Regions from separate parts of the Mus musculus genome. Here region 2 is linked to region 1. A link is a contact called in public HiCAR-type data. All regions are on one chromosome and are shown on one strand. Each heading gives the region's core, a stretch centred on a gene start, on an enhancer-like site or on the middle of the called end of the contact. The rest is flanking DNA. Distances are from core to core; before and after follow the strand shown.

Evidence for each region. HiCAR-type assays count read pairs that join an accessible place to other places.
Region 2: a HiCAR-type map of kidney shows a contact between it and region 1, with 4 times the contacts expected there. The contact joins the enhancer-like site here to the promoter of Pdzk1ip1 in region 1. A contact is called at or near these places in 1 of 15 datasets of contacts at CTCF or cohesin (liver), 3 of 484 Hi-C or Micro-C datasets (cortical neurons, myocytes and pancreatic cancer cells) and 1 of 115 datasets of contacts at active chromatin or transcription factors (kidney).

The regions. Positions count from the first base shown.
Region 1 is chr4:115,087,290-115,089,989 of GRCm38.p6, forward strand. It overlaps Pdzk1ip1 (PDZK1 interacting protein 1), which reads left to right and starts at 1,419. Exons shown (of 4, transcript NM_001164557.1): 1 at 1,419-1,923. The coding sequence starts at 1,656.
Region 2 is chr4:115,279,187-115,281,886 of GRCm38.p6, forward strand. No RefSeq gene overlaps it. Among named protein-coding and RNA genes, the nearest start is that of Cyp4a12a, 19 kb to the right of the region's middle. Within about 2 kb of position 1,330, at least 37 of the 459 cell types and tissues checked have an H3K27ac peak or open chromatin away from gene starts, as enhancers often do. A contact at or near this core is called in kidney, liver and pancreatic cancer cells, where this site is marked.

The DNA.
Region 1 (2,700 bases), core at 169-2,668:
ATGTAGAGTTAGACATGAAGAGTTTCCCTGCAGACACTTGTGGAATGGTCACAGGCCCACAGCACATGTATGAAAGTAGTTGTGCAGACATGCACTCAGAGGAAACAGGCTCTCACCTGTCCTGTTTTTTTGTTTTTCCTTTGGACAGGAACTAAGTAAGACCTGTGCCTTGGGACAAGCAATGCAGTGGATACCCTCACAAGTGTCATCCCATCCACAGTGCCCTGGCTGGTGTTTAATGTCGCAGCCACCCATTCTTAGCTTCCTTATTTCCTAAATCTGGTCAAGCCAGGTTGATATTGGCTTCTTCAGAACATAAACTTAGTCTCGTGTTGGACCAAGATCACAGGCTCTGTGTTTTGTAGTCGGGGACAGATGGGCATGATGACTGTGCCCTGGGGCTTTCTGAGTACCTGTCTGAAGCCAAGACAGCATGAAATCTCCTACCTGAGTGTGCACTGGAAAGGTCTGAGCATAACGTCCTTTTAGGAAACCATGCAAGCAACAGGGACTGCCAAAAAATCCTCTCCCCTCCTTTCCTTAGGAAGGGGGTCTAGCCTGCTCTTGCATCTCAACTCCTATATTCTAGGGTAGCTGGGACAAGGAGGTCCACCACGGACTTACACCCCAGACTTCAGTAGGTACTTGGGTCATCCCTAGTGTTTGGAAGGTCTGGCAGATGCTGTGTGTCCTGCTGGGTGGGAGATGTGCTTCTGCAATGCCTGGCCCTGTGATGTAGATTTCTGAGGGACAGATGAACTTCTCATGGCTATTCCTGTCTGTAGACTGCACCCGGGCATTTGGAAGTCTCAGGGAATGAGCAGAACAAAGGAAGATTGCTAAGACACGTGCATGAAGTAGGCATGCACACATAGGGGAAGCAGGCTCAGGGCTCCCACCTGCTTTGGACATTCCAGGGAACCACTGGTTGGAATGAAAGGAATGAGGCAGAACTAGCAAATATCCACCATGCTTCCCTCGTTAGTTTTAAGCAGGGTGCAGATCTCCATTTGATAAAATAAATAGGTCACTGAAGGTGGGAGATGTCTGCTGTGATGAAGGGAGGTGGATCTGAAGGCAGATGTTGAGACTTCTGACCAAGTCAAATCTTGTCTAAGGCCTGCCAGGTTATCAGGGACTGTGGGAACCAAGAGGGAATGTTGAACTGGGCTATAGGGAATCACCAGACTGGTCAGGGCTGGGGACTGTGAAGTGAGTCTCTGTTTCACGTGAGGTGGGGTCCCAGGGTCTGGCTTGGTGGGTCGGAAACAAGAAGTGAGTGGAGGGGCTGATGTAAGGAAAGCGGGCAGCTGAGCTTTCCCTGAGTCTTTTGTCCACAGATGTTTTCCTCTGGCTCCCTGAGCCAGCTAGAGCCTGTCTCAAGCCAACTGTCAGTCTTTCAAGAAGCCCCACCCACTGGGCTCATTCAAGGCAGGGCTGAAAATGTCACACCTTTCCCTGGGAGCCTAGCCCCATTGCCAGGAAAGGTGAGCTCAGAAGAAGACTTCTGAGGCAGAGTGAGTGTCGGAGAAGGCGGGGACTTTCCCCTTACTTCCCCAGTTCCCTGGGCCCACCCCCAGAACTGGTTTCTAAAGGGGTACCTTAAATGCCAGTTCGTCGGGCTGGGCATAAGCCAGGCCCGGCAGCTCATTTCCATGGGAGGAGGGCAGTTTCTCTTCACCAGTCTGCCAGTCCTTCCTCCCCGCCCTCTTTCCACTTCTGCCTTACCCAATCCAACCTCTCCTTTAGAGTCAGACTGCTCTCCAGCTGATCTCATACAAACACCCCAGACCTCCAGCAGCTCCAGGAGTCAAAAACACCAGCAGTGGACCGAGGTCCTACAGCTGCCTGCAGCCATGTTGGCCTTCAGTCTGCTCGTGCTGGGTCTGCTCGCGGAAGTGGCACCTGCCAGCTGTCAACAAGGTAGCACAGGACAGGGGTACCTGGGCTTCAGGGAGGAGAGGGGTGGCAGGAAAACAGTGACTGAGGTTGGATGGGGTGGTGTTTTGGAGGGTGAATACACACCACGGGGCCACAGTCCTCTGACTTAGGTTCTGTAATCGATTTGTTTTCCTTCGGGGAGAGGTGGGACAGCAGGGAATGTATGTGTTGGCTCTGGGGTTTAGGGGAGGAACAGGAATTGAGATCCAAACCTCACAGCAGGAATTGTCCCAGAGACAACTCAGTCCTGGGGCTAGAAACAGAGACTGGGACCAGTCCCAGTGCACCTTCAAATGCTTGCTCTGGATGGGGGCTAGGGGGTGGTGACATTAAAGGCATAAGCCCCTGGACTGGATGACCTAAGTCCTCTTTGTCACTTTCTCCATAGTCGTCCCACCGTGGGGGTACTCTTCACCAAGCTCTTTCTGTCTTGCTGTGTGGCCATGAGGGAATTCCTGTCCCACTCTGAGTCTTAGTTTTTTTTTTTTTTTTAATTCATTCTCAGTAAATCTTACCCTGCCCACCTCTCAGAGCTGCTGTTAGGTTGGAGGTATGAAAGGGTTTTGTACCAGAGAGATTGAGTAACTTATATAGATTCACGAAGAAACCGGTCCAGGACCATTTTTCTTCTGCTTTTGACTCTATCCCTTGCTCTATAAGCTCTCCCCATAGCCACAAGAGGAGGATGTCTGTGAGGAGTTAGCTGTAAGAGCCACAGAAGAAGGAAAATGGGAGGGGACCTCCCAGGGTTGTTCCCAA
Region 2 (2,700 bases), core at 80-2,579, 190 kb after region 1:
CCAAGGCTGAGGGACCCCAAATGGGTCTGCCCATGGTACCATGTCATGAGAAGCCGCAATCCTTGACACTTTTTATGATACTCTGTTAGGTGTAAAAATAGGAATCTAGCATGGCTGCCCTCTGAGAAGCTCCACCCAGGATTTGACTCAGACAGTTACAGACATCCACAGCCAAACAGAGCTTGGGATGCTTATGGAAGAATAGGAGGAAGGAAACTGGCTCCTAAGGGGATAGGAACTCCACAGGAAGACCAACAGGTTCAAGTAACCTACCCTTGGGGCTCTCAGAGACTGAACCACTAACCAAAAAAAAAAAAAAAATACAGGAATCAGGTAATATTTACAGTAAAGATAAAACCACCCTGCCTAGGGTCAGCTAATGACAGCTGAGGATTTCACACCCTAGTCACAATTTGTGCCTTTGAGCCTTGTGAAAGCTAGCACCAGGGGGTTCTTCTCTAGCAGACCTTCTCATGAATAATAAAATACCACAACCCCCTATTTCCTAGGCCCTGATAAATTCTTGTATGACTGTAACTTGGCTGTTCTTTTAAGTATCTGTGGAGAATCTCCATTTGTCAGAAGAATTCACCAACTTGCTTCTAATATGCAATGTAGCCTGCTATACCTGGCTGTAGTGAAGATTCCTGTCTCAGTGGGATTCCCTAACTTTTACATGGTAAACCCACCTATTAGCTAGGCCATTGTGTATTCCCTTGTTTGGGTAAGATTGGCTACTGTCCCAAGTAATCACTCTGCAGACCAGCCCTGAGCTATTCCAGCTCTGTTCTTTGTAATGCCTAATCAATTTCACCTTCTCTACTAGAAGTAAATTCGAATGTTACTGAATAGGTAACCTTCTGACTGAATTCCTACTGAATTTCAACTTTGTTGGCTTCAAGGATTTTCTGGAACCTTGGAACACTCGCGAAGGCTTAGCTATGTCAGAATTCAATCTTAAAAGGCACTTATAATGAAATAATACTAAAAGAGAGCACATGAATCCATACAACAGACTAACATGGGGATAGGGTATGAGTATATGGGTTATGAGAACACCAAGGTTCCAGGAGGTGAGTTTCTCTGAAACTTTTTGCCTCGTGAGTGCTCCCAGGCCTCTCATCCTGCCAAGCAAACTTCACTGGAGCGTGTGTAGCAGGACACAGTGTATGCATGTCAACTAGTCCTCATTGTATTCTGAGACCTTTGTATTTCAGTGCACAGAGTCTGTTTTCCTGAGCCAAGGTGTCTATAGGGACAGAAACACAGGGATGGTGAGCAGTGAGAGGTGGCATGGCACAGTCTGCCACAGTTACCCAGAATTCACAGCTGCCCATGGCCTCAACTGGGCCATCAGCTGTGGTTAATGTCAGTTTCCTGTGAAGCATTTCCTTTCTTCCTCTCTTTCTAGCCCCACATTGCATAACACCTGTAGGTTCTTGTTTTCCTGGATTGGTATGTGTGGTGGTTTGAAAGAGAATAACCTCCACAGGCTAATATGTTTGAATGTTTGGTCCCCTTGGAACTGCTTGGGAAAGATTAGGAGTGTGGCCTTGTGGAAGTAGATGTGGTCTTTTTGTAGAAAGTGTGTCACTGAAGGTGGGCTTTGAGGTTTCAAAAGCCCATGCCAGGCGCTCTCTCTCTCTCTCTCTCTCTCTCTCTCTCTCTCTCTCTCTCTCTCTCTCTCTCTCTCTCCTCGTCCTCCTCCTCCTCCTCTTCCTCCTCTCCTCCCATTCCTCTTCTTCCTCTTTCCTTCATCATCATCCCACAGCCTGTCTGTGACTCAGCACCATCCCGCTGACCTGCTGCCACACCCCTGGCCACCGTGATTATAACCTTCTGAAAATGTAAGCAAGTCCCCAATTAAACACTTTCTTTGTACTCTTAATCGCGTTCTCACGCCCGGCCAGGAAAGACGCAACAAACCAAAATCTTCTGCGGCAAAACTTTATTGCTTACATCTTCAGGAGCAGGAGTGCAAAAACCCCCAGCCCCAAAAGCGAAAAGCCCCTTCTATTACATCTTTAGGAGCCAGAGCTCCGGCGCTCGCGCTCTATTGTTTACATCTTTAGGCAGCGAGCGAGCGCAGGGCGCGCAGAGCCAGAGAGATGCCAGCGAGAGCGAGTGGCGGAAACCCATCCCCTTTTTTAGGAGCGTTATATTTCGCCTAGGACGCATCACTCCCTGATTGGCTGCAGCCCATGGCCGAGCTGACGTTCACGGGAAAGGCAGAGTACAAGTAGTCATAAAATACCCTTGGCACATGCGCAGATTATTTGTTTACCACTTAGAACACAGGATGTCAGCGCCATCTTGTGACGGCGAATGTGGGGGCGGCTCCCAACATTGTACGTTGCCTTGGTCATGGTGTTTTATCACAGCAGCAGAACAACTAAAGCAGTTTGTTTGTCCATACATGTTTATTTCTCAGCTAGGGGTAACAAGATACATCTGGTGGAATTTTGGGGATCACTTAAGTATATGATCATATCATCTGCAAATAGTGATATTTTGACTTCTTCCACTGCATGATAGTGTACAGCGACAGACAGGAAGATCAATGGAAGAGAATTGAATATCCAGAAATGAACCCACACACCTATGGTCACCTGATCTTTGACAAGGGAGCTAAAACCATCCAATAGAAAAAAAGACAGCATTTTCAACAAATGGTGCTGGCACAACGGGCGGTTATCATGT